Regions from separate parts of the Macaca mulatta genome. Here region 1 is linked to region 2. The links are chromatin contacts, called in public Hi-C maps. All regions are on one chromosome and are shown on one strand. The core of a region is the stretch at or near the end of the contact, and the rest is flanking DNA. Distances in the headings are between cores, read along the strand shown.

Region 1 (2,700 bases), core at 23-2,522, 55 kb after region 2:
TCGAGACCATGGTGAAACCCCGTCTCTACTAAAAATAGAAAAAATTAGCCGGGCGCAGGGGCGGGCGCCTGTAGTCCCAGCTACTCGGGAGGCTGAGGCAGGAGAATGGCGTGAACCCGGGAGGCGGAGCTTGCAGTGAGCCGAGATTGCGCCACTGCACTCCAGCCTGGGCGACAGAGCGAGACTCCGTCTCAAAAAAAAAAAAAAAAAAAAAAAAAAAATAGTTATCCAACAAATGTGGGTCGAATGAATGAATTGTATGCAACACCGGATCAGGAGCTATGATACAAGTATTTTGGTGGCATAGGCTTGTCTCAGAGAAGCCTCTAAGCCTCCCTAAGAGTTCATGGCCATAAACCAATAGTTTCAGAGCTACTCCTTTTTTGATATGGATATATCTTGGGCTTATTAAATTGAAAGCATATATTTTATTTTTAAAATGTTATTAAGTTAACTAGGGGCATCGCTCCATCCTCAAAATTGTTTTGGAGACACCATTAACCCACCTAAATTATTAATTTTAAAAAAAGCCATTTATTCCACACAAATAGCTGTTTGAGGCTGTCCTGCTTACCTACAGATACTCGTCTAAGAGCCCATAGACATTCAGACACCCGCAAACACAACTTACTTTCTGGACCTCCCACAACATTCCTCACTTTAGATCTTTTTTTTCTTATCCCCTGTCTTTCAGCTTTCCCATTGCAGAACTGCTGAGAATAATCGAAAATGCTCTGCCTGGCAACTTCCAAGAACAAAACCCCAGGGACTAAGAGAACGCGATGATTTTTAAGCTGCCAGTTAAGATGTAGCTCCTTCATCATCACAGGTGAAGCACCAATGCCTCTCGCACGTGAAATCCGTACACTCCTAGTCTTACTACCTAATGCATTTCCGCAATCCGGGACGCCTGTCATTAGCGTCTCCAATAGTTGTGGGAACGAGGTGGACTGCGGAAGTACTGTATTAAAAAGTTAACGTTTTTCCCTGGGACACCCCCTCCTCACAGCTATTAACGAGGGGAGAGAAATCAGGTGACTCCCAGTCATCATGCAGAGGTTTCCTTACCATTTACGATCCAGTCAAATTAAAGAATAAAAATAAAATCCTATTGGCGCAGCGGCCACCAAGTGTTCGAGGCCTGGCCTCGGTGGGCGGGGCCGAGGCCGGAGGAGAGGGGCTGCACGAGTGGGCGTGACCTCGCGGAAGGAGCTGCGGAGGGCGGGGCCAACGGGGAGCCGCGGGGCTGTCGGGTGGGTGGGACCTCGCCGGAAGAGCTGCGGAGGGCGGGACCAACCAGGAAAGGGCGGGGCTGTCGGGTAGGCGGGACCTTACGAGAGAAACTGCGGAGGGCGGGACCAACTAGGGAGGGACGGGCCTGTCGGATGGGCGGGACCTCGAGGGAGGATCTACGGACGGTGGAGCTGGTGAGGGGAGGGGCTATTCAAGAGGAGGAGCTGGTCGAGGGGAGGGGCTGGTCGAGGGGAGGGGTTGGTCGAGGGGAGGGGTTGGTCGAGGGGAGGGGTTGGTCGAGGGGAGGGGTTGGTCGAGGGGAGGAGCCGGTCGAGAGGAGGGGCCGGTCGAGGGGAGGGGCCGGTCGGGGGGAGGGGCCGGTCGAGGGGAAGGGCTGGTCGAGGGGAGGGGAGGGGTTGGGGGCTGGTTGAGGGGAGGGGAGGGCAGGGAAGGGGAGGGGAGGGGAGAGGTTGGGGGCTGGTTGAGGGGAGGAGAGAGGAGGGGAGGGGAGGGGAGGGGTTGGGGGCTGGTTGAGGGGAGGAGAGGGAGGGAGGGGAGGAGAGGGAGGGAGGGGAGGAGAGGGAGGGAGGGGAGGAGAGGGAGGGAGGGGAGGAGAGGGAGGGAGGGGAGGAGAGGGAGGGAGGGGAGGAGAGGGAGGGAGGGGAGGGGAGGCGGGGCCTAGCGGGGTCCCGCGAAACAGCCGCTCTCTCGGTTCCCGGGCCTCTCTGTGCGCCTCAGTGCAAAGCGTGCGGGGCACTCTTGACTGCAGCGAGACCTGCGGCGGTGAGGGGGCGAGGCCAGGAGGCCGCGGTTCACGCCTCGCCGGCTGCAGAAGTTGTTGCCATACATTTCAAATGTGCATTTCCTACGTCTCACGCTCTGTCTTGCGCCTCCACAGCGGGCCACGGCCCTATCACCGCAATCGCAGCCACACGCTCCCTCCCCTGACTTGGCTCGGCTCTGCTCTGCGGCCAGGCCCGTGCCCTGAGGCCGCGGCCTGCCTTAGGCCGGCTCGCGGCGACTCGCGACGGAGAGCGCGGGTGTGAACGGGTCGCGCGGAGAGGGTGGGGGGAGCGGGGAGCGTTAGGGCACGTGGGGGCGCGTCGACCAATGGCAGGGCGCTGTTGAGGGCAGCGGGGCGGGCCCGGGCGCGGGGGCGGGGTGAGAGGCGAGCGGGCGGGGCGGGGCGGCCGGCCGGGGGTGGGGAGGGGCGGGGCGGGCCGGCCGGGGGAGGGGCGGAGAGACGCCGCCGCCGCTGCCGCCGCCGCCGCCGCCGCCGCCGCGGCTGCCGCAGCCTTTGGGAGCCTGGAAAAGGGGAAGCGAGAGCGAGCGAACGACTCAGTCCCCGGGCGGCGGCGGCGGCGGCGGCGGCGGCGGCGGCCGCGGGGGCGCGACGGCCGGGGTGGGGGCGCTGCTGCTGCGGGGGCAGGCGGCGGCAGGGGCGGCGGCGGCGGAGGTGGCCCGCTC
Region 2 (2,708 bases), core at 30-2,529:
ACTTCCTGGGCGAGGCCGCCGCAGGCAGCGCTGGAGGCACGTGCGCCGAGGGCCTCCTCTTCCGCCCCAGCTTGACATGCAGCCCTGGGTGGGGTGAAAAGCTGCTGGCGCCGGATTCCTGCCCCAAACTCCCTTCAGGAAGAAATTCAGGAGGCCCAGGCCGAGAGAGGAGGCTCCCCGGCAAAAAGGGAAGGACTGGGCAGCGGCAGCAGGAACCACGGCCCGAGGGGTGAGAGCTTCTGGGCTCTGAGAGCCTGACCCTGACTTCCCTTTGCCAGTGAACACGACCTCTCCAGGTCCGATTCCTCCACCGCAGAACGGAGGGCATGGTGCTGGCAGGAGGTTGTACCGACCTCAAGGCCATCTCGAGGGCTCAAGGAAACGCCTACCACGCATGGCCCTTGGACAGAGCTGGTAAATATTGGCTGTCACTGAGTTCAAGGCCGCAGGGAACATGGCAGAGTGGCCCAGGTGTCAGCACAGGCCTTGTGCATGAGGAAGCGCTGGGGGAAGGGAAGACCTCTCCACCCCCTGGGACAGGACTCCGGAAGTCCCGCCCAAATTCCCCTCCAGCTCCCCCTCTAACCTAAGCCCCGGGTGCTGTGCCATATCCCCAGCACCCAGCACAGTGCCTGGCGCACAGAATGACTGCCCACAGGGGCAGGGGCTGCAGAGAACCGCAGGGATACAGCCGACCTGCAGGCCCGGTAACAACTAGGTTTTTAAAATCCAGAATGAGGCCCTGCCGTTCACATGGAGGCATGAGGGTTGGGTCTGGCGCCACACGCACACGCACACGCACACACACGCACACGCACACACACGCACACAAAACAGGGTCTGTCGTCTCCGTTTCGAAGGCCCCGAATCCCTGGCAGTCCTCAGCCCAGCTGCAGCAGGGACCAGCTTCCTTAGCTGAACGATGATCCCCCTCGAGGCATCAGAGACAGGAGCTAGTTCTGAAGAGTCCGGGACAGGTGTAGTGAAGATGCCTGTCCAGTGAAATCCTCCCCTTTAATGAGGAGGCTGCCTACCACAGGGGCCAAGGAACTGAAACGGAGCAAGAAGGGGCCCCAGGCAATTCACCACCAGCAGGGCCTGTGAGTCCTTGAGCCCCGCGTAAAAAATTGAGCTGGGCGTAATCTAAGGTGTAATTGTACCATTTGGCCGCCAGAGGGCGCTCAATCATCATCTTTGCTTTTAGTATCTCAAATTACGCAGCAGAAAACTTCCTGCGCATTCAGCACATGCAAGCCACTGTTGGGTGTTTCTTGCGTCAGCTCAATTCTCACAACCAACCATGAAGTATTTGTTGTTGCCCTTACACAGCCGAGAATCTGAGGTTCAGAGTATTTGAGTAACTTGCCTGAGGTCACACAGCAGTAACTCTTAGAAGCAGGACCGAGCCCAGGTCTTGTCTCCAGAGGCTGCACTGTGCACCCCCATACTGCTTCCTGTTGGACCTGTATGATACTGCATGCATTTAAGTTCATGTTCTAGCAAAATATCTCCCTGTATAAGGTGCCAGACTTTAATTTGAAATGCTAGGGGCGCACACAGTGCAGCAGAGAGGAAAGTCCTCTGTTTTGTCCCAGAAGTTTGGGTCTGACCCTGTAGTAGGGTGTGCTTGTGCCAGCTCACGAGCAGACCATTACGGTGCGGGGTGCGTAGTAGGACCGACCCTCTGGGCTCCCTCATCCCCACCAGTGCTCACATGCTCCTGATCGCCGAGGACAGCCATCCTGGACCTCCCCAAGCCATCACGCAGGCCATCTGGGAAGGGAATACGCCCAGGAGCTCTGCCTCTGAGCTGTTGGAATTGCATGCCCCAGGGTGGGCTCGGAGAGAAGGGAAACACACAGCGTATTGTCCAGGTGAGTGAGGGGGTCCTGGGCCCGATATGGGGGCTGCTGTAGGGTTAGCTGAGAAAGGGCCTCATGGCTCCAGCCAAGGAGTCTTCCCTATTCACCCAAACCTGGAAGCTTCATGTGGTTCTGGAGACCCAGCTCTGAGAAGACACCAGCTCCAGTGGGCGGAGGCCACATTTGCATCCTCCGGCTTTGCAAAGTCCTGCCACATAGCAGTGGGCTCCGTAAATACTCAGAGGTAAAGAGAGGGTGAGAAAGAGAAAGGGAAGGATGAAGGGAGGGAGGTTCAGACAGAGGGTGGAAGGGCAAAGACCAGCAGAGTCCATCTGGGCCCCACAAGCGGATCCAGGGAGCTAGCATGAGGCGCGGCTTGTGGAGGAGGGTGAGTCTGGACAGCAGTGGGCCACCCGTTTAGGCTTTGTCCCGGGAGTCTGGGTCTGACCCTGTGCCAGCTCACAAGCAGACTGTTAACGTTTTCAGGAATTCTGCAGATCGCTGTTATGCACAGCCATTATTAAAGATTACAGTATATTCAAAAACAGGTAATACATACCCAAAACTTTCTAACATTTCACTATACTGTATTGTTTCCTCTGCCGTTTCCTCTGGGCGGTGCGTCTGCACAGTAGAGCCTGTGTGACGATGTGCCACTGATCTCTTCCCCACGGCATAGTCAGTGACTTCAGATTGGTAGTTTGAAATTGGCCATGACAGGCAGATTGACACCACGGAAACTGGCAAACACTGCCAATCAGGGCTTTTTATCCAGAGCAGTCGTTAAACATTTACACATAAGTGCACTACTGCCCATAAGGGGCAGCATGGTCGGACTGCACTTTT

What was found. A called contact is a pair of places that touch in the nucleus more often than the background predicts.
Region 1: a Hi-C map of blood shows a contact between it and region 2, with 8 times the contacts expected there. The contact joins the promoter of PPP2R5C here to the enhancer-like site in region 2. A contact is called at or near these places in 4 of 14 Hi-C or Micro-C datasets (CD4 T cells, blood, cortical neurons and 1 more).

The regions. Positions count from the first base shown.
Region 1 is chr7:175,105,860-175,108,559 of T2T-MMU8v2.0, forward strand. PPP2R5C (protein phosphatase 2 regulatory subunit B'gamma) reads left to right here and starts at 1,273. Exons shown (of 15, transcript XM_015144500.3): 1 at 1,273-1,427. The coding sequence starts at 1,386.
Region 2 is chr7:175,050,677-175,053,384 of T2T-MMU8v2.0, forward strand. No RefSeq gene overlaps it. Among named protein-coding and RNA genes, the nearest start is that of PPP2R5C, 55 kb to the right of the region's middle. Within about 2 kb of position 1,280, at least 23 of the 40 cell types and tissues checked have an H3K27ac peak or open chromatin away from gene starts, as enhancers often do. A contact at or near this core is called in CD4 T cells, blood and liver, where this site is marked.